Linked DNA regions of Mus musculus: regions 1, 2, 3, 5 and 6 are each linked to region 4. The links are chromatin contacts, called in public Hi-C, HiCAR-type and HiChIP or PLAC-seq maps. All regions are on one chromosome and are shown on one strand. The core of a region is the stretch at or near the end of the contact, and the rest is flanking DNA. Distances in the headings are between cores, read along the strand shown.

Region 1 (4,445 bases), core at 1,618-4,117, 940 kb before region 4:
GGATGGGCGTCTTGATATGTAGCACAAGCTGCCTTTGACCTCACAGTCTGGCTGACTCAATCCATAGTAGCTAGGATTACAGGACACTCTTTAGACAATATACTTACTTCTTTTGGTCTCCTTAAGTAGTTCATATACAAATGTAATGCTTTATTATGGAACATATAAATAAGGATCATGCCTCCCTCCAATGCTTTAAGACAGCATCTTATTACACAGCCTAAGTTGACACTGAATTGATCCTTATGCCTCGGCCTCTCAAGTGTTGGGTTAGCATTAGTGTACCATTCCGCCATAACAAGTGACATCTTAATGGAAGAGTAACAGCTTTCAATCTAAGAGTTAAAACTGCATGATTAATACAGGCTACTCTCTGCCACTAGGTAGCTTAAATACTGTTAATTGCAGTCTTAGAGGACAGAGCTTGGTGAAAATATCAAAAATTTCTGGCTGGGCCACTTTGTAACATTTTTCTCTCTATAACTACTCTTAGAAATTATATATATATATATCACATACACATTATACATAGAATACTCAAACATATTATACATACATATATATATATAATTAACTTGAGAATCCAATGTACAGCATACACTTATTTTTATTTACTCTGCAGTCCTTGGGCTCAACTCAGAACTTTGCCAATGACTGGCAAGTGTTCTACCACTGAACTATAACTATTAGTTCTGCAGAAACACAAGATAGTATCTATTCAATTATATTCTCAGGTCCTCAGTCAACCTGTATTCTACTTAGAGCTACCTCAGGGCAGTGTTTTCAAAGGGAAAGAATCATGTTTTAAAATGGCAACCAGTTCTTTACAACCAGTTCTGGGGCTCACTGAGGATGGCAGTGAAAATAATTTTTCCACTTCAGATTCTATTCCCTCTCTATATCATTTACTCGCTTTGAAAGGCAACTCTGCCCCTTAAGATGTTTTTAAAGTCTCATACAGCCCAGTTTGGCATTCAACTCACTCTGTAGCCAAAGATTACCTTGAACTCCTGATTTCTAACAAATGCTAGTATTACAGACCTAGTTGAGAATTGACTTTTTAAAATAAGAGAAAGTGCTCAATATGAATTAATGACAAAATCGGGTGTGGTTGCTTAGGTCTAATGCACTGCTATAGGGATAGGGATGGGGGTGGAAACTGAGGCAGGACTACTATAATGTATCTGGGGCCATGCTTAGCTTGACAGTAAGTTCTAGGCTACTCTGGGCTACAGTACGATACTATGTTGGAGAAACAAATTTGTTTTAATAATTGTCCTTAAGTCTTGTAGTCCTTGAGAGACCTGAAGTAATGAAAGCACTCATGTCTGAAGTAGACACCTGAATTCTAAATATGTTTATAGTAGAAAGTTAACACATGAATGAGAAAAACATGATGTTGGACGGTCAAGTAGTCTCCCTTTTTGCTCAAGGAAACGGATATGGATGCCAATGACAAAGATTCTTTCCAGAAAAACTCTTTTCACAGGTGAGGTTTCTTTTCTTTTTCCTTTCCTTTTTCTCCTTCCTTCCTTCCTTCCTTCCTTCCTTCCTTCCTTCCTTCCTTCCTTTCTATAGAGATAAAACCCCAAACCCTCTAAAGTCTAGCTTGCAGTATCAAAATGGATCCCTACAAAGCCTATCTTCCTCTAAGATTCTTCCTACATGCTCTCTTTCTCTTATTTGTTATTCTTTCTATTTAGAGCAGCTTGCATTTTCTCTCCAAATTCTTTTTTGGATAATCCGTTTTATGCATCTTGTTTAGTACAAGCCACATATTTATAAATGTTACACATCTCCTCCTAGTATAGAGTTTGATAAGTACACTGACATATGAAATGTACCAAATAGTACTAAAATTTAAGAGGTGGGTGATTATTTTTAAAATGAAAGATGAATTACTTATACAATTACTCGGTGGCCGGAAAGGTCTCCAAAACCCAAAGTGAAAAAAACACTAACTTCAAAAGTCAGTCTGCAGATACTGCCAGGTAAAGCACGGCACGGACTGACCCAACTCACACAGAAGCGAGAGTCATTTACAGGGCTAAAAACCAAAAGAAAATGAATTTGTAATCAAACGCAGTAGGAGACAGTTTTAAGAATCCGCAATTACTAATTAGATAATGATTTTACTTCAAAGAAGTCATAGGTCTCTCATGACACCCTTCGGCTCTTCTCCTTCTAGTGTCCTTCCAGCGCCTTTCAGGCGTGCGTTCTCTTGTAAGCACCTGCAGCACTGAAGTCCACCCTGGCTAGCATCACTTTGCGTCGCTACAACACCCTTTCCGAATTTTGAGGCTAACTGGATCCGAAACCCGAAATTGCTAGGAAAGTGAAAGCAGAGGTCCCTTTGGCTCTGGTTGTCCTCTCGACACACCCGGGTAGCCCCGGCTTAACAGGGCTGCGCTCCGCCGCTCCCTCTACCTCAACCCCAATGTCTTCTGGATGCCCGATCAGCAGCTCCGCACTTCTGGCCCCGCGACTAGTCCCACTTCCCGGGTGTCCCACCCAGTGGGGACTGCAGGCCCCGGCGCACGTGCGCATCCTCCCATTCATTGGATCGCCGGCTGTCATTGGCATGGTGACCTCTACGCCGCGGACAGCGCGCGCGTCCCGGCCTCACCTGCGCGCGGGTGTCCGAGGCGGCACGTGTTCCGAGAGGCTCCACACAGCCAGGTCGTTCCCGCCGCGGGCTCCCGACCGCGGTCGGCCTCCAGGAGCAGCCACGCCGCCAGCACGACCAGCGCATAGCCATGGTTCAAGTCTGAAAGTCGCGGCGGGCCGTAGCTCCGCCTCTGCCCCAAGCCCAAACCCGGAGCCGGAAGCTGGGCACCGGAAGCGCGAAGCCGCACCCTGTTCCCCACCCGGTCGCCTGTCCTCTTCAACCCTCCTCGGAGCCACTGGCTCTAGTCGGGAGCCGCGTCCGCTTTTATCCAGAAATGTGCGTCCGAACTGTTGTCCTACGCGGGACAAAGCGTGCAGAAATCTGGTTCCGGTACCTGCTAACCCTGAGGCCATTGTTTTCGCAATGCCAAGCTCCGAGTGGACGTGCCAACTTCCTCTAATTAGTCTACGCTGTGGGTTATTGTGTAACAGAAGCTAAGTTGACCTTATCTCTTAGCTTTTGGACTCTATCCTGAAAGCCTTAGAGATGTATACATGCATAGTTTAGCGGTTTTGTTCATGTCTGGATATGGGAGACCAACCCTTGGATGTAATGAACTACGCAAAATTAATTTTTTTTCGTTATCTTATCTCGCCGTGTAGACCAGATTGGCTTTGTATAGACCAGATTGGGTTCAAATTGACCATCCTGCCTCAGCCTATTGCTGCTGAGATTACCGACCTGCGTCCCCATTTCCAACTCTATTTGCTAATGCATACAGTGCAGCTCAGGATGCTCAAGAAAATGTTTTTATTGTCGTTGTTTCATTTGTTCATTTTGCCTGTCGCATGTCGGATTTATTCCGAAGTTGAAACAGCATTTTTATAACACTTTCATCAAATGATTATACATGCTCGTAATAATCTTACGCCATAATCTTAGGTGGAGGCAATGAGAGGCAAGCGCTGGGGAGACTGAAGAAGTTTACTGCCTTCCCATGTTGATGTTTTTTTTCCCATTCATTCATTAATTCATTTTACATCTCGACCCCCCTCTCCTCCCAGTCTCCCTCCTAGGAAGAAATAAACCAGCTGTAATTTTCTGAATCATAATTTTTTTTCTTGTTTGCAACACACTTAAAGAGGGTTAACCCTAAAGTTGAGCTCATTATTTTCTTATTAGGTTTCTATGTTAAAAATGGAGGTTATACATGTATGAAACTTGTCAAAATAAAACGTTTGCTGTTTAGGGTTTTGACTGAGTGGTTGGGTGTTTTCCTAGCATGCACAACATCCTGGGTTCCATCCCAACACCACAAATTACTTAATGAATGAGTGAATGAAATAATCAAATAGGTAGGCTTTGCCTAGATAAGTGTAGCAATAAATACTTTCATGTTCTTTTGACAATGTTATGACCTGTGGTATATTGTTATTGGTAATCTTCCTTTGCAGGTAGGGCAACAGGAATAACCCACAGGGAGAAGGATAGCAATCCACAATTCTGCTGGGCATTTTTTAATGTAAAAATTATCCAGATTAAAACAAAAGCCCTGGCTCTTAAAAAGAAGTTGTAGTGGGTTGTGGTATAAGCAAAAGAGCACGTTCCTAGTATAGTCAAGTCCCAGGTTAGACCCTCATTACCAACACAGACACAAAATCATTGAGCTGTAGTATCCAAGATGCAAGATAACTAGGAAATATATGTGAAGTCATTTAAGGCTTCTAACACTGTTGTGTAGCTAAACTCTGACTCCTAATAATCTATCAAGAAGACACACATAATTCATAGATGTTTCTTTTGACCCAACTAGGCTAGCCAGGAGAGGGAGTCTGAT
Region 2 (3,900 bases), core at 848-3,347, 750 kb before region 4:
GTTACATAACCTATGGTTTATGTAGTTCTTGTACTCTTTAACATGGTAAAATTATATAAATAAATGTTTTATATACATGTATAGGATATAAATATACATAGTGCGTACATTTTCTCTATTACAGTAAAGACCATTATGTTTACCAGATTCCTGAAGCAGCTATGTGCTACTTAAACCCCTACAGGAATAATGACTAACACATTTTCCATTTCCTTCCTTTCTTTTCTCCACTTTTCCTTTGATTGAGCATAGGGAGGTAAGATCATCATGATTCCTATTTCTTTTTTTTTTAATTTTTTTTATTAGATATTTTCTTTATTTACATTTCAAATGCTATCCTGAAAGTTCCCTATAACCTCCCCCTGCCCTGCTCCCCTACCTACCCACTCCCACTTCTTGGCCCTGGCATTCCCCTGTACTGGGGCATATAAAGTTTGCAAGACCAAGGGGCCTCTCTTCCCAATTATGGACGATTAGGCCATCTTCTGCTACATATGCAGCTAGAGACATGAGCTCTGGGGGTACTGGTTAGTTCATATTGTTGTTCCTCCTATAGGGTTGCAGACCCCTTCAGCTCCTTGGGTACTTTCTCTAGCTCCTCCATTGGGGGCCCTGTGTTCCATCCTATAGATGACTGTGAGCATCCACTTCTGTATTTGCCAGGCACTGGCAAAACCTCACAAGAGACAGCTATATCAGGGCCCTTTCAGCAAAATCTTGCTGGCATATGCAATAGTGTCTGGGTTTGGTGGCTGATTATGGGATGGACCCCCGGGTGGGGCAGTCTCTGGATGGTCCACCCTTTTGTCTTAGCTCCAAACTTTGTCTCTGCAACTCCTTCCATGGATATTTTATTCCCTATTCTAGGGAGGAATGAATTATCCACACGTTGGTCTTCCTTCTTCTTGATTTTCTTGTGTTTTGCAAATTGTATCTTGGGTATTCTAGCTTGCTCTTGTCTGACAGAGTCCTTGTGTGGTGCAGCTGTGAGGGAGGGACTCGGAGAGTAGATTCTTATGCTTGTTTGTGAGGTAAATGGGGCCAGAATGTGATTCCTGCCCAGCAGCTGCCTCCCTTCACTGGCTCTAGACATGCAGCCTTGCTGATTCCATTCTTGAGTGCTGAGACTTCTGTCGATCATGTGAGTCAACTCTGCAGCAAAGGCAGCTGCAGTGCTCTGTCAACCTGGGGTCCTCTGTCTCAGGTGGCCTCAGCTAATAGGTGATTATCTAGCCCATCCCCTATGGGACCCTGTCTTAATAGACTCCAATAAAGTCCCTATAAATGAGCCCACCAAAATAAAATCTGCTCCCAATGTGCAAAATCCCACGGCATTTTTTCCTGTTTTTGCTGGAAGCACATCAACCTAGATAATAATTTATATAAGTAAAAACAAGACAAAACAACACAACAACAACAACAACACCCCTTAGTTTATATGAGGAGCTACTCAGGGTAGTAAACAGTCACATTCAGTGAATTTCTGACCTGGTTAACTGGTTCACTAGGAGACAGTTTTAATACTGTAGGAAGGAAAGGCAAGGGGTGTGTGCAGAGGTCAGTCACTAGCATAACTGTGATAGGTACTACAAACCATTCATTGTACAGGTGAGGAAAAGAGAGTGATAACCAATAAAAACAAAAAAGAAAGAAGTAGAAAGTTCTTACATTAATCTAGGAACGATTGAAAGGGGTTTCAATATTTTTGTTGTAGCTGCTTTGGATTCAGAATGAGACTAAAACAAAGAGAAGAAAGAAACATGGACGGTGGCTTTGCAATTTCTTTGGTCCCTCACTGCAGTTATCACACACCTGCAACAATCATTTATCAGTGAGTTGATGTGCTTTGAGCATTGGATTTACTCATAGGCAAGGCAGGCAGACAGAAGCAGAAACAGTCATTCAGTGGCCTCACTCACATCAAGGTATAGATAGTGCATTCTTAATAGACACTTTTCCTGAAGTTTCATCCATGTTTCAAAACAGTGAGCATTGCAACTTTAAGAGGCTTTCATTCAGAAGAAACTCTTTCTTTATACCATGGCTGCTAAGTAATAATTGGAGCCATCTGTTCTTTCCTGAACATAAGTCATGCAGCCAGCCAGTTGTGGAGAGGCACAATGAGGAATGACTCCTCCCACAAGAATACATCTAGGTCAGAATTGCCTCAAGATTTATTAACCTCTTGTCTCAGCCGCTAAAGTACCACCATATCTGTTTAACTTATGATTGTTCCTTGCTTTTCCTTAGCTCCCTGTAACCCCACTCACCATTACAACCCTGACTTCTGTCTTCATGAATGACCTATGGCAGCTCCTTCTTAGAACTATTGGCTGACAGAACACAGTCCTCTAAGGATTCCTGTAAGAGGGAGACCTTGTGTTTATGTCTGGTCCTTCTATGCAGTGGTACAAAATAAAATGAGCTCCATGTAAGACAAAATGCATTGCGTTCCAGGCATTGGACAATTTTCTCATTTGAATATTCATTATCACCCTGAGTGTCAAATGCTATTTTTGTCCTTGTCTGAGAGATGAGAGAACTGAATTTGGAAAGCATAAGAGATCTAGTCAGCTAATAAATGGCAGAGCAAGCTTTCAAGCAAACCAGGCCTACTCCAGCTGTAGAGCTGTCAGCCAGCTCCTGAGAGGGATGAAAACATGGGCCCGCAGTTCTGACTTCTCTTGGCAGGAGCTTATTTTCCAAGCCTGGGAAAACTCAGCTCCTCCTATAACATGCACCATAGCTGTGTGTGTACTTGGCTGTGGAAGTTCCTGGGAAGGAAGTTAATAAGACTTGGTTCCTCAGCAGGCATTAAGGACAGGAGAATCCTTTGGCGATCAGAATTAACACCTGCAATTTCTTGTTTCATCATTAAATCCAAGCAGGTTATTCAAATGTTGATTGGGTTAACGTGGTTGTTAAAATCCTTTTACTGCTAGACATGAAAGCAGGTAGGTATCTGTAATTCTATCTCTCTGGGGATGAGATGGGAGGGTCACAAGTTCAAAGCCAGCTCTGGATGCATACTGGAGGTCCTGTCTCAAACAATGCAAAGCAAAGCAAAACAAAACAAAATCCCTTCATTGTTATACATAGAAAAAAAAAAAAACCTAAGGCAGGAGGCATCTTTAAAAACCACACACACACACACACACACACACACACACACACACACACACGGATAATATCGCTTTTATCATGAAAGTAAATCCCCTTAAATTTTTTTTTGAGTTTTTTTTTTTTTTTTTTGAGGTTTTTTTTTTTTTTTTTTTTTTTTTTTTTTTGAGACAGGGTTTCTCTGTGTAGCTCTGGCTGTCCTGGAACTCACTCTGTAGACCAGGCTGGCCTCAAACTCAGAAATCCGCCTGCCTCTGCCTCCCAAAAGCTGGGATTAAAGGCGTGCGCCAACAATACTCACCACCCCCACCCCCACCCCCACCCTGGATGTGTGAGTTTGGTAAGAGTGCTCATGCACCAGAGAAAAAAATGTTTCCCACAATCCAGGGTGAAGAGGTCAATTCAGCAGCAACCATGACGCTCAGCTCCATTCTTGCCACTGCTGCAGCTTCCACAAGGAATCTGGACAGCAAAAATCGGACAAACAGTTTCAAAAGCCATTTCAAGGCACTGCTTTCTATGCATCATCAAAGGCAGAAGCTAAAGTAGGTGTGTTTACTAAATTAATGGTTTGGATCTTCTTCCACATAGCAGCAAATGTTGTTCAATGTGTGGTCTGTTTGAATTAAGGACAAAGGTTCTGCAACAGGAAGTAGAGGAATTGCTGCTGTCTTCACCGGAGCCTACGAAGCACCTGCAGCCCTGTAATTTCCCCTCTTCCACAATACACAAAAGATCAAGGAAACTGCTTACATCTGTTTCAAGATGCCAGGGTCTCAT
Region 3 (4,224 bases), core at 1,274-3,773, 820 kb before region 4:
CTTGCCAAATACCCTTAATGTATATTTACAATGTACATACAATATAATTCATTTATAGTGAATTCATATAATATTTGAACTTTTAAGATACTTATCATTTGGGACCAGATAATTGATATAAAACACAAATTTCATATTGAAAGGATCAATCATGTTAATTAAAAAATATTCAGTCTTGAGGCTTAATCTAACCTCATGCCACATGTCAGAGTTCAGACACAGACCTACAACATAGAATTTATTTAGCATCTCCAAGGGGCAGAAAAGGCATCCAGATACTTAGCTGCAATATACAATTTTTCTCACATACATAATTATCCAAAACATTGCATAACATTCCAATTATGTGCATAATGTCCATGCTTGTCTTATTTATTTTAGATTATTCCATTTTGAAAGTACCTAAGATCACTTATGATGTTCAATAATGTTGTAAAGGTTATAGTTTCATAGACTACAAAGCACGAATTGAATTTATTCTAAAGAATTGTAGATTTGTTAAAAGGCTTACTTATCAAAATAGGTAAAATGAAATAGAAAATGACTAGAAATAAATAGAAATAAAAAGCAACAATGCCATTTGAGAATTCAAAGTAGCACAACTCACACATTCATGGCAATGAAGTCCATAAATTGCTTACTATATAATATGAAAATATCTAGAGCTTTTTAAAAATCTGTGACATACAATGAAACTATAGTGGAGAACTATACACTCTCAGAATATAAAATTTCCAAGAAAATGTAGTGGATGCTGCAGAGCCCAGTGAGTATGTATAATTAATTACACATTTCAAAGTTGCATTTCTCAAAAACTAGTAACTCAGGATTGTTGAAATGCAATACAATGGAATGTTGGCAACTTACATAAGGACCAGAAATTACGTTGCTTTTTAAGAGGAATGTCTCAGAAACAAAACTCATCAAAAGTGTTTATATTTCAGCTTATAACAAAGTCTGTTGGCACATTCTCCTTTTCCCTCTGGAATTGAATACAAGATTGAAGCAGCATGTGATTCACCGGATTCCTTCTGAGCACTGTTAGTGTCTCCATTCTTATGTGGTATAATCTCATTTATCCCCGAGTTCCAGTGTGGTTAAAATAATGTAATTAAGTTCATCTCTGTGTGCTAGTATCCTAAAGATGTAGAGCAACAACTGGAATCTCTACCAAGTACCAGAAAGGTCACAAATATTTATAAGAATTTACAAGTTAAGTGCTAATAGTTTGAAGATGACATTACATTTGCTAGACTCTGAGTTCACTGATCAGACAGGAGACACCACCTGGAAGGACATTGGGTACAAGCGACTCTTTTTCTTATCTTCTGCTATCTTGCTAGCCAGCATTCCTCTTCAGGCCCACGTGCTCCCATTTTAGGGAGGCCCAGAAGGCAAAACCCTCGGTTTAGTATGAAAGCCAAAGTTTCTTTTCTGAAGTTTCAGTTTGGAGTCCCAGATTGGCGCACTTGCTTTTGTTCACACCATATCACTGCCGGTATGGAGGATAAACCCACAGCCTCTTGTCTGCTCAGTTTTCCCCTTTACTCGGCGTTCCCATCACAAAACTACTCTTTGAACAGAGATGCTGAGACGCTCTAGGAGAGCACATGTCACTCTGCACCTTGGTATGAAAGCTGAGAAATACATCGCCAAGGGGAATGAAGAGGTACACGTGATAAAGTCCGAGCGAGGGGCCTGTACTGGGGGTTCTAGCGGTGGTGGTGGCAGTGGTGGTGGTGGTGGTGGTGGTATACAAGAGCATTCTTGTCTTTCAATATATAAAGCATTTTCTGAATCTTCACTCCAAACTAAATTAGGAAACCCTTGTCTGGTATTCAAACTTATCCTTACCACATTTTTTACAAAGAAAAGGAGACTGAGAGGGAAAGACAGGCTTCAAAAAGCAGAACTGCAGTTAAAGTTTTAAATGAAGGGAAACACTTTGAGCTATGTGTCCTCTGACTCTCAAATGAGTCTCCTCAGACTACCACTTAATGTGAGGTGCCCTAAAATGCCTCAGGGGATGTTTTGTTTCAAGATTAGCTCAATTTAATGTGGGGTCCCTGAGACCTGGTAACATTTCTTAAGCAGAAAATCTGTTAAAACAAAACGCAGTGGGGAGAAGAGGGAGCCACAGGTCAAGAGCACAAGAGGTGCCCAGGGGACCTGAAGCTTCCTGGCTGCCAGGGGAAGGGGGGGGGGGCGTGTTCACGTGGCCGGTGCGTGGACCTGTGCCACAACTGTTGTCTCCCCCACCCCCATAGGACACGCAGTGTGGCAGCCTGAGTACCCCAAACCCGTGCGCAGGACTAGGGTGCCGCTTACCTTGACTGCTGGGAGGAGGGTGCGAGGGGGGCTTGCAGAGATGCGAGGAGGCTGTGCAGAGATGCGCGGGGCTGAGCCAGAGATGGGCCGGGTTGAGCCTAAGTGCACCGGAATGAGCAGAGATGAGTGGTTGGCGCCTCTGGGCTGGACCGGCCTCGAGGCGAGGACGTGGGCTCAGGGAGGAGGAAGTGCTTTGAGCCCTGCCCACCCGGCGGCGCAGACTCTCGGCTTTGCACGGAGGTGCTAGCTAGCAAAGCCCTGGAGGAGAATAGACAGACACCAAGCCCCGCCTAAAGGGCTCCGCAAGTTTAGCAAGTTCGGGTTGTTTTTTCCAAACCCTGTCCACCCCTGGAAGAAAACACTTCCTGCCCTAAGGTCAGAGAAAGCCTTCTCTCATCTGTGTGGGTCTTGTGTTCTTTGTAAGAGTCTGAGACTAACGCCCAGATGCTAGTCTGAAGGGTTAGTGCTCAAGGGGTGCTCAGGACTAAAAGTCTCAGATTAGCTGAGAAACTCCCTACAAGAGAGTTCACCAGTCAGTAACACCTGCAGGCAGTTAGTTCCCAAGGAGATCTAAATATCAACCTACGTTGGTTACAATTTTGAGACTTGAGCGGAACAGATGTAAGTTCCCTTTTCTGCCCCACAAAACCGTCAAGCTCCCTGAGCATCTGCGCAGCCTCCACTTCCCCCAAGACTGCCTCCTTTCACTGTTTTAATAAAAGGACCCTCTGCTTCTGTTGAGGCCTGTCTTCCGTTTATTTTCACATCGTGTGGATCAATCCCAATCTATTAAGTTCCACAAAGGGTAAAGGGGCCAGCTTATTTTGCAACAGCCTTCTATGTCTTTACCTCAACCCTCGCTGCACTTCCTCAATCTGCCATTGTCTAAGACTTCCTGGACCAGCCCAGAAGGGGACGTTCCAGTTAGGGTGGACAGAGAAGTGGTGCAGTGTGATGGCCTTTGTGCCAGAGTAGATCTTTCCCTGGGTGGAGGTAAAGGAAGGGCTCAGCAGGTGTCTGTTCTCAGTGGAGACTACTCTGATGATGGGCTGTGGTCCCTCCAACATCTTTATTTTTTAAAGTCAGAGTGTAATTGTCACACTGGCTGTCCTCGAACTTACAATGTATATCAGGCTGGCTTCGAACATATAGAGATCCTCCTGCCTCTCATGTGCCACCAAGATCACTTTCTGGTTTTGTTCTTATGATTTTGTTTGTTCATAGCTTGTATATCACAAGATTGACTGGGACTCACTCTGAGAGAAAGTGTTTAGGGAGATCTGAAAATACAGCCACTAAAATCAATTATGATTTTAAATGATGATTGAGTTAATTTCTCTTCCTCTACACAGCTGTGTCTTTAAGGGTTCACTGTAAGGCAAAATGGTGGAGACATGAAGATATAAATTAGACATATAATTAATTTCAGATAGTTCCAGTACTCAATGGGAGACTATATATAGTTTGTCTAAGAAGAACATAAACAGCAGTAACAGAAAGGATTGCTGCTTTGCTGGATGGCACACCCTACTCCACAGAAAACAGCTAATACACTGCATAGTCAACATGCTGAGAAAGAATAAAAGGTGACGGTATAAAGTAATGGTTATGCTGATAGGGCTTCTATGTCAATTGGAGTTGTGGAAAAAGATCAACCTTATGACCAGCATTTGAGTCGGACCTAAATGAAAGGAGCCATCCAATGATGTTAGGAGTTTTACACAAGAATATCCTAGAAAGAAAGGTTGATACCTCTAAAGTCTTCATTTAGGACAGCCCTTGAAGAGCCTGGAAAAACATCAAGGAAACTAGTAACAGTATGGCCTTGGGTGGCGAGAAGAGAATGGAAAAGAGACGAGGTTATGAAGGACACGATGACAAGATGGTTGTAGAGGC
Region 4 (4,003 bases), core at 984-3,483:
ACAATGTCAGCTAGGACTTAGGATTTATGCATATGAATTTTAGAGAAACAAACCCCCCTCTAAGCCCCTGATATAATGATCAGAGTTTGTAGGTTCAAATCTTTTAGGGATCTATTGTTTTTCAGCCACACTCCCATCAATAATCTTACCTGGGAGTTCTGCTATTAAGTTCACAAAGGTGCCTGGAAGGGAGAAGGTGTTACAGAATTCTAATTACAAGGTGATCACAGTTGTTTGCCTCCTTTCTTTTGTGTCTTTTTAATTTAGCAAGCTAATTTTATATTTTTGTGGTTTTCTCTCTACTCTAAACAATGTGAAATGCTGCCTTTCACTTAGCCTAAATACTGGCCAATAATTAATTAATTAATTAATTTTTTAAACTGAATCCACAAGAGACACCTTGTGTTTCTCTTCATATCACCACAGGAAGGTGTGCCTGTCAGGGCGAATAGTGCAGGTCATTGCTGAGTCTCCTTCTTCACCCGGGCAGCAGTCTGCAGAAGCTGCCCTGGAGTGACCATTGTGAAGCTGTTCTCTGCTGCATGTTTTCCCCACAGCTCCCCACTGAAACATGGGCAGCCTGAGAGCGCCCATGGTGAAAGTGTTTATAGCCTGGAAATTGACAAGTGCTGCTGTTAAACCTGTCCAGCATGAGGTATCAGCTTTCCCACTGACTTTTGAGAAATGCTGTTAAATGTAGATAGGGAAATGATGTTGGTTGGGCATAGTAAGGAAGCAAAATTACATAGGGTTGAATTCTCATACGCTAGTGCAAATGTTTACTAATCTGTCCAAAACCAAGTTCCAGCACCAAAGCTTAGGAAACTGGGTGCCAATGAAAAGTCAGGGCCCTCTGTGGCCCACTAAGAATCTCAGAGACTAAGCAGTACAGAACGTAGTGGTGAGACATGTCCAGACAAAGGAAGCCAGGAGAAATCTTAAAATAAGGTCAATAAACACCTATCTACTAAAGGTTTCCACTGAGCACTTAGAGTTTCCAGGGAAATGCAGGCTGCAGTGTATCTCTGCAACAGTCCTCCATTCTGGAATGATATTCTTGTCAGTGGAAATGATCCAACTCCTTTTGTGGATTTTACACCAACTATGTGACCACAACCCTTATACCCTGGAATGCACCTTTCTCATCCAGAAAATTAGACCTCTGTTCTCTGAGATTACCCTCTGAAGCATAATTTAGTTATTATTACACAATAATAATCTGTAGAAGGATAATGGTGTCAGAGCCTGAATGAAATCAGCACGTTTATAGTTATTTTCAGGTGTATGTTTTGTTTTCCCTATACTGTGGAACTCTTTAGTACACAGCCTCAATCTCTCTTTCATCTTTGTCTCCTCTGTGCTGGATACATGCTAGATATTCAGAGGATGTCTACTGGATTAGCAAATGAGTCGTAAACACTCTTATAATAAACCAGAGACTAGGTAAACAGAATTTAGAATTATAGAGAAACTCCCATCCCTCATTACACATTTCCATTGGAGTTTCAGGAGACACCAACTATTAAAACATACTCTATTTTTCAGATCCTGGAGAAAAGTAGAGACAAGGCTAAGGTTCTGAAGAACAATGTCCTTCCCAGGGCTGGTTCTGGTTCTTTCCCAGCTTTTGGAACATCAGGCTCCATTTTGTTTTACAGAGCAGTAGGACTCTGGTTTTGACTGTCAGATTCCTGCAGAGGCATGGCTTTGAGCTCAGTAGACCATCTTAGCCTCTATTTGCAGCCATCGCTGGAATCTTGGGAGACTGCAGCATCTGTACAGTGCACTGGGCATTTCAGGAAACTGCTTGACTAAGTAAAACACAGCTATCAACCTGTTGTTGAGAAAATCTGACTTACGGAACGTTTTCCTTCAGGTATGTTGAACCCTAAGGACTGAGGGAATGTTTGGTCACCAGAACAGATGTGCCCTTTCATATCATGAACAAATGCAGAGCTAATCTTGCTTTCCATTGTGGCTTGTGCATTGACTCCGATTTGCTATGTGAGTTTTCTTCTTAAAACTATCAAAAAACAAGTCATTTATTGTCAAAAGCTCCCACAAGGGGCACACAAGGGTGTTCTGCTTTTAAATAAATTTCTGTAGCAAAGCCCACTGTCATTTTTGAGACAGTGACGTACGTGGAGAATTATTCATTTCCTGTCTGTCAGCTCCTTCAGAGTTCAGATCGCTTGCTTGGTGACAGTAGTTTAGTTCAAGCCAACTCAATGCTGCACTCAAGTGGTCAATTCTATGTAGCACAGAAAGAAAACAAGACAAAGAGCCACTGCTGATCAGAAACAAGGGAGTTACCAAAATCCACTGCTCACCTTGAACCTTACATAGAACAGACTGTGAGATAAAATGAGCCCAATAGATGCCCTTGCAGAATCTGTATGATGTGTAAAGAATTCAGAGTAGGAGGCAATTAAAGTGCCAGGCTTTTGCTGTCAAGTCAGAAAAACAAACAAACAAACAAACAAACAAACAAAATAGCTTTCTTTTGCTAGGTATAGTAGCTTGGGCTGCCATCTGTGGTATCTTAGAATTTGTAGAACATCTACCCAGTCCCTCTGGCTTACAGAGTCTCCAGTGAGATGTCAAGTGTAACTCTTGGGCCATGGTCATTTTTCCCCTGGAGCTTTAATATTCTCTCTTTGTTCTATACAGTTAGTGCTTTGATTATTATGTGCTAACGTGGGTTTATTTTCTAGTCTGAGCTATTTGGTGTTCTGTATGTTTCTTGTACCTTGATAGGCATCTCCTTCTTTAGATCATGAGAATTTTATTCTATGATTTTTGTTAAAAAAATGTTTTCTGAGCCTTAGACTTGTGTTTCTTTTCCTTCCTATATGCCTATTATTCTTAGATTTGGCCTTTGCACAGTGTCCAATATTTCATGGATATTTTGTGCCAGGAGTTTTAGAGTTTAAACATTTTCTTTTACCAATATATTCTATTCTCCTGCTGTGTCTTGAATGCCTGAGACTCTCTCTTCCATCTTTTATATTCTTCTAGTGAGGTTTGCCTCTGAGCTTCCTGCTCAAATTCCTAAATTTATTCATTTCCAGATTTTCCTCAGTTGGGTTTCTTAATTGATTCTATTTCTGCTTTCAGGTCTTGAACTGTTCTTTTCATTTCCTTCCACTGCTGTGTTGCAGATGATTTTTTAAAGGGGTTTATTTGTTCCCTCTTTAAGTACCTCATTATATTCATAAAGGCTGTTTCAAGGTCTTTTTCTTGTTTTTAAGCTATGTTGGAATACTGAGGGTCTGCTGTGTTGGGGTTGCTGGGCTTCAAAGGAGACTTATCATCCTAGATGCTAATGAATGTGTTTTCATTCTGGATTGTAAGTATCTAGGATTTGGAAGATTGTAGTTCAAGGTGCTGATATTTGGTCTTCTCTTTGTTAGGTGGATTTTTTTCCTTTTGTTTTCTGTTGCCCTCTTATTCTTAGGAGAGTGTGGTGGCTGTGTGTTGCCTGATAGGAAATTCTTCTGTGGATACTGTGCTTCCCTGGTGAAATGTGTTTCTGGTATTGGGAGCTGACACTTAAATGGGGATGGTTTGGGGTGGGGGACTGAGCAGCTCCACAGGAGAGAGTAAAGGAGAACATTCCACCAGGATGTAGTTAGTGCCATAGAATAGGGACAGAGAGTCAGAACAAACACAGGTGAAGGTCTGCTACCTAAGAAGGAGGAGTATGGGAAATTGGACTTAGTGGGCCAGAGGGAAAGGTGAAGATCTGCTTCCCTGGTGCATGCGCTAATGTGCTATAGTTAATTTGTTAAAATCTCAGCATATAACTACTCATATAGGTTTATGAGATACAGTGCTCTGTCTCTGACTCTCTGTCTCTGTCTTTATCTCTCTCTCTATCTCTCTCTCTCTCTCTCTCACACACACACACACACACACACACACACACACACACACACACACACAAATCCAAGCAGAGTAAATGGAGCATCCATTTTCCCAGAGGAATAGTATGTTTATGACA
Region 5 (3,937 bases), core at 566-3,065, 790 kb before region 4:
TAGACCACAATTCTATATCACTTGAAGGACACTCCACCATCCAAACTATTGCAGCCTTTAAATTACCCTAGGTCTTTGCTCAGGAGAATCAGGGATTTATTTTTTTCAACAAATCCTGACAAATATTTTTTGGGAGAAAATACTATTCATTGGGAAAAGACCCCACTGACATGCTGTTGGCTTCCAAGTAGATATATGCTGAGTCAGAATTGATGCTAGTAATATTCGCCTGCTCAAGCCTTATCAACAATTTTTCTTTTACATATTTACTATTGGTGACTGGGCCTCCAATAGTACATTAGCCAAAGCTTCATTTACTTCTTCAAAACTAGTGCATTACTGACCTTAGTAATGGAAATCCCATGCTAGTCATGAAGAGAAGAGATAGCATTCTACTGATTGATATGTATCAAGCATTCATGATATGTTTTCTAAGTGTGACAGAGTTGCCCTATAGCGGGGCCACTGTAAGTCACTTAGAGTATACATGATCATGTTCAGATATGTAGAGAAATGATTAAGTAGTTTTTATATCAAGGTTAACCTGACATAGGAGGTGGCCTGATAAATTTAGGAAGCAATGAGTGAATATGACCTTCACTTTCACTGAAGTGACACCAGATGTTTAAAAGGAGCGGGGTTTCAACTTCACAACCATCTGTCCCTCAATATGTTTAAACTGTACCGCATTGTTTTATTTTTTTGGGAGGGTTTAAATGCAGTTTAGAAAGAATTTAAGCCATCGTAGACAAATGTGATAAAATATTAGGACTGATGAGGTGGCCCAGTGGGTAAGGATGCTTCACCAAGCCTGATGACCTGAGTTAACTTTCTGGAACCCACACAGTAGAAGGAGAGAACTGACTCCTGCACGTTGTTCTCTGACCTGCATACAGGTCCCTCCATCCCCGCAAAAGCCCATAGAAATACAAGGATATTCAGTGCCATTAGTGTATAGGTACTGATTGGTCAGAATGGAAGTCAGCTATTCAGAGCAGGTACTGTCTTGCTTCACATCTGCAAATATCAGCTCTGGCTTTGGAAATTATGAAACAGTGAATCCAAGAAATTAAGACTATTAACATTGTAGGTCTGGATAGAGCTATAACTTAATGGTAGAGTATGTGGCTGGGGTTAGAAAAAGAAAGAAAGAAAGAAAGAAAGAAAGAAAGAAAGAAAGAAAGGAAGGAAGAAAGGAAGAAAGAAAGAGAAAGAAGAAAGAAAAGAGAAGAAGAGAATTTCCCTATTTTGATTTGTTGCATATAATTTGAGTGTCTTTTGCATACATGAAAGAAGAAAAGTGATTGAGTAAGCAAAAGTGAGTTGTACTTGAGTTATAAATGAAATTGAGTTGTAAATGAAATTATCAAGGGTTTCCTACTAAGTAGAAGGTGCCTGGGGCAATGCCAAACACGGACCTGTTTTGGTGGGTCTTGTGTGTGTGTGTGTGTGTGGGGGGGGGGGGCGCTCCCAGCTCAGCTCTCCACTCTTCTTCCCGAGGCCTCACGCCCTCTTGTCCTTTCTGACCTCGACCTCGACCTCTGATCAGATATGGCTGAATTTAAGCATATTAGCCAGGGGAGGAAAAGAAATTAACCAGGAATCCACCGCACAGCGCACAGCGCTGTGAGGCAAATGTAGCATACGCTGCTCCAGGCCGGGCCTTTTTTTGGCCCGGGTCTTTCTTGAATCGGGTTGCTTGGCGATGCAGCCCAAAGCGGGTGGTAAACTCCATCTAAGGCTAAATACGGGCCGGAGACCGATATTCAACAAGTACCGTAAGGGAAAGTTGAAAAGAACTTTGAAGAGAGAGTTCAAGAGGGCGTGAAACCTTTAAGAGGTAAACCGGTGGGGTCTGCGCAGTCCTTCCGGAGGATTCAACCTGGTGGCACGCCCGGCGAGCCGGTGGTCCCAGCGGATCTTTCCCACTCCCCGTTCCTCCCGGTCCCTCAACCCTCCCGCCGATCCCCCCACCCCGCATCCCGCAGCCGCTGTCCCCGCTTCCCCGCCTCACTCTCCCCACCCCCAGAGGGGGGAGGGTCTTGGGCGGGGCAGGGGATGGGGCCAGCAAGAAACCTGCGGTTGCCAGGCGCACTTCCCCGAGACCAGCTCTGGCTTTGGACACCTGGGGAAGGCCCGGGTGGAAGGTGGCTGGCGGGGCGCGGGTGGGGTGGGGTGGGGCCGCTTCAGCTGTGGCGCGGAACCACCCCGCCCCTCTCCGCCGCAGCAGCGTTCGCCTAATCCGGGGGCAGAGGAAGCCAGATACCCTAGAAACCCGTCGCCCCGCTTCGCCCCCCCCCCCCCACACTTCAACGGGGTGGGGGGCTGGGCCGCCCCTCCCACGGCAAGACCCCTCTCCCACACACCCCCCCGCCCCCATCGCCTCTCTCCCTCTCACGGGGAGGGGACCTGGTGGCGGGACGGACTGTCCCCAGTGCATACTTGACTGGACCTGACATGTTTTCCTTTTGTATCTGTGCAGGGTTCCCAGACTGCCCTTTGAGAATAAAATGGGAGGCCAGACCAAAGTCTTTTGGATAAAGCACTGGGAGTGACTACACACTAATCCATTTGTTTGGAACGACTGGCAGCCTTCCTTCCCAAGGCATGGGTCATCCCAGCTTGGGAAGACCTCCCTCCCTCCCTCCCTCCCTCCCTCCCTCCCTCCCTCCCGACCCATTTTCACTCTTCCACCATACACTCAATTAAATAAATAAATAAATAAATAAATAAATAAATAAATAAATAAATAAATGAAGTTTCCAGTTATTTATTTGTCTAAGCTACCTAAATTCTCCCTCAACACCTCCCCCTACTCCCCACCCCCACGCAGCCATCTCCTTGTGGGGGTAGGGACCAGCACATCTGTGTCTTTCTCTCTATGAACTACTTGTTTTCCTGTCCACATTGCTCCAGCACTATGTAGCCCTTTGGAAATGGTAATGGAGTTGATAACACACCCTATCAGAAAGGGAAGGCTCCACTCACTCACTCACTCACTCACTCACTCTCACCCAACCCCGCTCTGCTACCTCAAGGATTTCTAAGGCAGAATCTGGCTTTGTATTTCTAATTTTTTGTTTGTTATTGTTTTTGTTTTTGTTTTTTCGAGACAGGGGTTTTTGGGTTTTTTTGAGACAGGGTTTCTCTGTGTAGCTCTGGTTGTCCTGGAACTCACTCTGTAGACCAGTCTGGCCTCAAACTTAAACTCAGAAATCTGCCTGCCCCTGCCTCCCAAGTGCTGAGATTGAAGGTGTGTGACACCACTGCCCGGCTCTAATTTTTTAAAAAACATTATGTATGTATGTATGTATGTATGTATGTATGTATGTATGTATGTATGTATATGTCTTGCCTTGCCTTGCCTTGTGTAGCTCTGGTTGTCCTGGAACTCACTCTGTAGACCATAAAGAAGAAGGAGGAAGAGGAGGAGGAGGAGAAGAGAAAGAAGAAGAAGAAGAAGAAGAAGAAGAAGAAGAAGAAGAAGAAGAAGAAGAAGAAGAAGAAGAAGAAGAAGACCCTCTAACTCATGCAAGGGGAGTGTAGGAAGGACACTACCACCACCCCAACCAAATAGAACCATAAATACTAAAAACAGGAATCAGTTACAACTCGGCCTTAGGATCTCTATGTGGTCACATGGGTTTTGTTTTGTTTGTTTCTGCTTTTCTTTTTTCTGTTTGTTTGTTTTGTTTTGTTTTGTTTTCTTGTCTGTAAATCCACATACATAGTTCCCCACATATTTCCAAACAAATACTTGTTGTGATTCTCATTTCATTTCAAGGATACTCTCTCGATCAGAAGAGCTTTCTTACAATTCTCCGCATGGAAATTGGAGTTACATCCCTGTCATCTGGAGGATAACAAGTGTGTGTGTTAGGAGGCGGGCAAGGAAATGAATTCAGAGGGTGGGTGTTTCTTTCCTGTGTGACCTTGA
Region 6 (4,275 bases), core at 1,451-3,950, 720 kb before region 4:
GCTTCTACTCTATGTAGAGATAAGTCTTTCTTAATTTACTATTTGACATTGTCAACTATTATTTTGCAACTTCCATTCATCAGTAAAATAAACCTACAAATTTTGAAAAGGCTGATTTAGAACCCACTACAATATATGACCTTGATGTTTCCTCCTCCATATTAAAGTGTTGTGACCAAATCTTATGGTGAGGAGTGAGAGCTGCTTATGTCTTCAGCAGACTCTTAACTTTTGCTTTGTTTTGTTTTGGGCTTTTTGAGATAGGGTCTTCTTCCACATACCTTTGTCTAACTTCTGACTTTCTCTACAGACCAGGCTGGTCATAAAATTACAATGACCCTTCTGCTCCCAAGGGTTAGAATTACAAGCATATGGCTTCAAGGGTGATGGGGGGGGGTGCTGTCAAGGTCAAAAGAATTGGGGCCCAGTGTACACTACCCTTACAAGGCTTCCCAAAAGCAGTGGTGACACTTCCAAACAGTTTGAGAAAACTCAGTGGGGTAATATAAAGGGGAATTCCTGAGGACATGCTATTCCTGGGAACCATCTCAGAGGTTTTTTTTTTTTTTTTTTTTTTTTTCGTTTTTTGCTTTTTGTTTCTTTTTTCCTTTCACTAAGCTTGTATTTCTGTCTAGAATAGGCTTAAAGAAGATCCTACAAAACACTTGTGGATTACACTTTCTCTATCAGTAAAAATTTTCTCTTTCCTTCTTGACCATCTCACATGCCTCTACTTGGAAGAATTTTCTAGAACAGTTTGTGGAGTTTGTTACTGAGGACACAGTTTGTACCTCTTTACAAAGGCCCTTGCCTGCCTTCTTCCTGGAATGGGAACATGTCTGCTGATAAGTTGCTTACATCAACCTGTGGGACTGAGCCTATTGCCTACTATGTAGACAGTGAAAACACAGAGTCAGATGTGTAGTGGCCTCTTGATCAATCACACAGGAAGGGCATTCCTGATTTCTCTTCAGTTACCCCTTGCTCGTTTTCCTTTGTTTTCCATGATATTATATTTTTCAGTTAGGTTCTGTAGTGTCTACAGGTAGCTCTGGCCATTGTTTGATTTTGTGACTTGTAAACTGAGAGTCTAGTCAAAATTAAACCATGTACCTCATAAAGCAAAGCCACTCCCCCGACAAAAGATATGAAAGTGGAATTTGCACTTGAGATTTGAGGGCAGGAGGAATAGAAAAGGATGGAGGGACAAGTGTGACTAGATTTGATTATATACACACATAAAACAGCCAGAGAATAAACTAATAAAATATAGGCTCTGACCTACAGAAATGACCTTGTTGGTAGAGGAAGGATCATAATCCAGGTAAATTTTGAACTACACAGGACCCCATACAAAGGACTGGGAACTTCTGGAGTTTCGAAAATTACTTTCTCATTAGAAATCATCCACTGGAGTGGTCATGGAATTAAGTGTTCATGGTAGGCATTTCCATTCTGGTTTCCTTCTAAAACATACTAATCTACTCAGGCAATCAGTCATCAAGACAGATCATCAAACAAGATGGAGAAGGGGGTGAATAAAATAAGCCAAATAACAATGAGGATGACAACAGTAAGAAGTGATTCTTATAGATGCATCAAAATGGGTCTTTGAGTTGAGGAAGCTTTAGAAACCCTAGGATGTGAGAGGAGACAAACAGTGGGTTAATTATGCTCTTGCCCATGGAGAATGCAGCCATGCAGACACAGGGTTAAAAAGAATTCCCTGAGTAACTCTTCATTTAGCAATCATGTTTTAAAAAGTTTGTCAGACAGGTTTTCTTTTCTTTAGTTGCCTTATAATTGGCCTGGGCTTACCTTTGCTCTCCACATGAGCCATAATTTAAAGACATCCACATGGCGTCCACACTGCAAGGCCTTGTCTCCTGTGTCATAGGACAGGTCATAGTGCTTATCTTGCTGAAAGAGGTAGGAAGCATGCATCTGGTTGCAGCTCTGCATCAGTCCCTACAGGAGCAAAGAGAAAATTCAGGGCACTCTCTTTAGCATGGCTCTGTGGGTAATTGTTAAGAAAGAAAAATCATAAAGCTAAATTCTCTTGTATCTTTTTGAAGAAGAACACAGAAAGAATTAAACAGAAAAACTACTGGATAAGACTGTCCAGGCAAGCATCATGGGTTGATTTTGTGGGATGAAGGCTCAGGTAGAGTGCTACCAGAGGGACACACTTATACTTTTGTTTTCTTAATTTTAAGAAATACATTTATAATAATATGTAGATAAATAAAAGTCACAGAGTGATGCTCATTTTCTGGGGGATTATCTTGATCTAGTTTTATTGTAGTTAAAATATTTCAGAAACCCAATACTTGGGAGGTAGAGGTAGGGTTGCTGCAAGTTTGAGGTCACCTTGGTCTACACAGTGAATTCTAGGCCAGTCAAGGTTACGTAGCAAGATCACCCTTTTAAAGAGGAAGGCAAAGGAGAGAGTAGAGAAGAAGGGGAGGAAGAGACTTCAGAAACTTGTAGGTTCTTTAGTTTTTAAGATTTATTTTATGTGTGTGGGCAGGTTGCCTGCATGTATGTCTGTCCATCATGTGGATTAGTGCCCAAAGAGTCCAAAAAGGGATATTAGATTCCTGGAACTGGAGATACAAATAGTCGACTATCATGTGGGTGCTGGTAGTCAAACCTGGCTCCTCTGAATGATTAGTCAGTATGCCTAACCTTTGTCTCGTCTCTCCAGGCCCAACTAGTTCTTCCAATGCAATTACTAAGGTTCTTCTAGCACTTTCATCCCCCTGTAATGCTCAGACTTTGAGCTATTCAATAGCTCATTGCTCTTATTCTTATATATTAGAATGCAAAGATTATCCAAAGCTGCTGCAATCCTGGATTGAACCTAAATGAGCAACTTTTCCCATCTTCTGTTCCTCTCCCAAGGGTCAGGCTTAGAGATTACATTTTCACATTTAGTTGCTTGTGGTAGTTGCAAAGGAGAGTTTCCTGTCAGTGACCATGAATTCACCCAAGTACGATAACCCTATTCTAGAAATAAGCAGCAAAGTGATTGTTCCAAAGAACAGCAAGTGACTCATGCTTCTGACTACAATGGCACCGCCAATCTCTTCCTGGAAACCCCACCACGATTCAATTTATCACATCTGCTGGAAGCTTCTGATTCTTCTGTCAGCTACTGTGTAATTGTGATTTCATAAAAGCTTTGACATTTGGTTTTCTTTCTCTTGTGACTCATGACAAGAGAAGAAAAGACCAAAATGTGATCACTGCGCTGGAGAAGAAGAGAGAACCTTTTTAAAAAGGTTATCCAAACTAAAATTCAGAACAATATAGACAGAACACTTGGTAGACAATAGAATTGACTCTACTTTCAGCTTGGGCTTCACATTACATGAACTCTATAGTTATCTTTGAAGTAAGACAAAAATATAATGTGTTTGTATTAGAGCAAGAGGAAGGCATTGAATTTGAAAAAGAAAATTCCCCTTACAGTCTAGTAAGATGTAGCATTATAGCAAGCACTTCTTTTTTTTTTTTTCCATTTTTTATTAGGTATTTAACTCATTTACATTTCCAATGCTATACCAAAAGTCCCCCATATCCACCCACCCCCACTCCCCTGCCCACCCACTCCCCCTTTTTGGCCCTGGTGTTCCCCTGTACTGGGGCATATAAAGTTTGCAAGTCCAATGGGCCTCTCTTTCCAGTGATGGCCGACTACGCCATCTTTTGATATATATGCAGCTAGAGTCAAGAGCTCCGGGGTACTGGTTAGTTCATAATGTTGTTCCACCTATAGGGTTGCAGATCCCTTTAGCTCCTTGGCTACTTTCTCTAGCTCCTCCATTGGGAGCCCTATGATCCATCCATTAGCTGACTGTGAGCATCCACTTCTGTGTTTGCTAGGCCCCGGCATAGTCTCACAAGAGACAGCTACATCTGGGTCCTTTCAATAAAATCTTGCTAGTGTATGCAATGGTGTCAGCGTTTGGATGCTGATTATGGGGTGGATCCCTGGATATGGCAGTCTCTACATGGTCCATCCTTTCATCTCAGCTCCAAACTTTGTCTCTGTAACTCCTTCCATGGGTGTTTTGTTCCCAAATCTAAGGAGGGGCATAGTGTCCACACTTCAGTCTTCATTCTTCTTGAGTTTCATGTGTTTAGCAAATTATATCTTATATCTTGGGTATCCTAGGTTTGGGGCTAATATCCACTTATCAGTGAGTACATATTGTGTGAGTTTCTTTGTGAATGTGTTACCTCACTCAGGATGATGCCCTCCAGGTCCAT

The links. A called contact is a pair of places that touch in the nucleus more often than the background predicts. HiCAR-type assays count read pairs that join an accessible place to other places. HiChIP or PLAC-seq counts read pairs in DNA pulled down with a chosen protein or histone mark.
Region 1: a contact with region 4 is called in an H3K4me3 HiChIP or PLAC-seq map of embryonic forebrain, with 7 times the contacts expected there. The contact joins the promoter of Pdss1 here to the enhancer-like site in region 4. A contact is called at or near these places in 10 of 39 promoter capture datasets (the 3T3-L1 cell line, the HPC-7 cell line, the SN4741 cell line and 6 more) and 15 of 115 datasets of contacts at active chromatin or transcription factors (bone marrow-derived macrophages, cardiomyocytes, embryonic basal ganglia and 7 more).
Region 2: an H3K27ac HiChIP or PLAC-seq map of SST interneurons shows a contact between it and region 4, with 10 times the contacts expected there. The contact joins two enhancer-like sites. A contact is called at or near these places in 1 of 39 promoter capture datasets (hippocampal neurons), 45 of 484 Hi-C or Micro-C datasets (the 63-12 cell line, the BV-2 cell line, the C3H10T1/2 cell line and 28 more) and 6 of 115 datasets of contacts at active chromatin or transcription factors (SST interneurons, embryonic basal ganglia, embryonic forebrain and 3 more).
Region 3: a contact with region 4 is called in a Hi-C map of cortical neurons, with 2.7 times the contacts expected there. The contact joins the promoter of Apbb1ip here to the enhancer-like site in region 4. A contact is called at or near these places in 9 of 39 promoter capture datasets (the HPC-7 cell line, cranial neural crest, embryonic stem cells and 4 more), 16 of 484 Hi-C or Micro-C datasets (the G1E-ER4 cell line, Th1 cells, adipose-derived mesenchymal stem cells and 8 more), 9 of 115 datasets of contacts at active chromatin or transcription factors (Th17 cells, VIP interneurons, bone marrow-derived macrophages and 6 more) and 1 of 9 other capture datasets (macrophages).
Region 5: a contact with region 4 is called in an H3K4me3 HiChIP or PLAC-seq map of forebrain, with 5 times the contacts expected there. The contact joins two enhancer-like sites. A contact is called at or near these places in 6 of 484 Hi-C or Micro-C datasets (the G1E-ER4 cell line, the HPC-7 cell line, Sertoli cells and 2 more), 15 of 115 datasets of contacts at active chromatin or transcription factors (Th17 cells, embryonic basal ganglia, embryonic forebrain and 9 more) and 1 of 9 other capture datasets (embryonic tail).
Region 6: a HiCAR-type map of Th17 cells shows a contact between it and region 4, with 15 times the contacts expected there. The contact joins two enhancer-like sites. A contact is called at or near these places in 3 of 484 Hi-C or Micro-C datasets (the N1E-115 cell line, cortical neurons and thymic regulatory T cells) and 7 of 115 datasets of contacts at active chromatin or transcription factors (SST interneurons, Th17 cells, differentiating embryonic stem cells and 4 more).

The regions. Positions count from the first base shown.
Region 1 is chr2:22,893,944-22,898,388 of GRCm38.p6, reverse strand. It overlaps Pdss1 (prenyl (solanesyl) diphosphate synthase, subunit 1), which reads right to left and starts at 2,867. Exons shown (of 11, transcript NM_019501.3): 1 at 2,627-2,867. The coding sequence starts at 2,758.
Region 2 is chr2:22,703,733-22,707,632 of GRCm38.p6, reverse strand. No RefSeq gene overlaps it. Among named protein-coding and RNA genes, the nearest start is that of Mir3967, 51 kb to the right of the region's middle. Within about 2 kb of position 2,097, at least 24 of the 459 cell types and tissues checked have an H3K27ac peak or open chromatin away from gene starts, as enhancers often do. A contact at or near this core is called in the P5424 cell line, SST interneurons and cortical neurons, where this site is marked.
Region 3 is chr2:22,772,626-22,776,849 of GRCm38.p6, reverse strand. Apbb1ip (amyloid beta (A4) precursor protein-binding, family B, member 1 interacting protein) reads right to left here and starts at 2,523. Exons shown (of 14, transcript NM_019456.2): 1 at 2,329-2,523.
Region 4 is chr2:21,956,776-21,960,778 of GRCm38.p6, reverse strand. Gm39767 (a long non-coding RNA gene) reads left to right here. Exons shown (of 6, transcript XR_866004.1): 2 at 1,659-1,876. Among named protein-coding and RNA genes, the nearest start is that of Gm39767, 5.4 kb to the left of the region's middle. Within about 2 kb of position 2,233, at least 68 of the 459 cell types and tissues checked have an H3K27ac peak or open chromatin away from gene starts, as enhancers often do. A contact at or near this core is called in the G1E-ER4 cell line, the N1E-115 cell line, the P5424 cell line and 10 more, where this site is marked.
Region 5 is chr2:22,742,744-22,746,680 of GRCm38.p6, reverse strand. No RefSeq gene overlaps it. Among named protein-coding and RNA genes, the nearest start is that of Apbb1ip, 30 kb to the left of the region's middle. Within about 2 kb of position 1,815, at least 243 of the 459 cell types and tissues checked have an H3K27ac peak or open chromatin away from gene starts, as enhancers often do. A contact at or near this core is called in Th17 cells and forebrain, where this site is marked.
Region 6 is chr2:22,678,981-22,683,255 of GRCm38.p6, reverse strand. It overlaps Gad2 (glutamic acid decarboxylase 2), which reads right to left. Exons shown (of 16, transcript NM_008078.2): 13 at 1,819-1,968. Among named protein-coding and RNA genes, the nearest start is that of Mir3967, 27 kb to the right of the region's middle. Within about 2 kb of position 2,700, at least 21 of the 459 cell types and tissues checked have an H3K27ac peak or open chromatin away from gene starts, as enhancers often do. A contact at or near this core is called in the N1E-115 cell line, Th17 cells and thymic regulatory T cells, where this site is marked.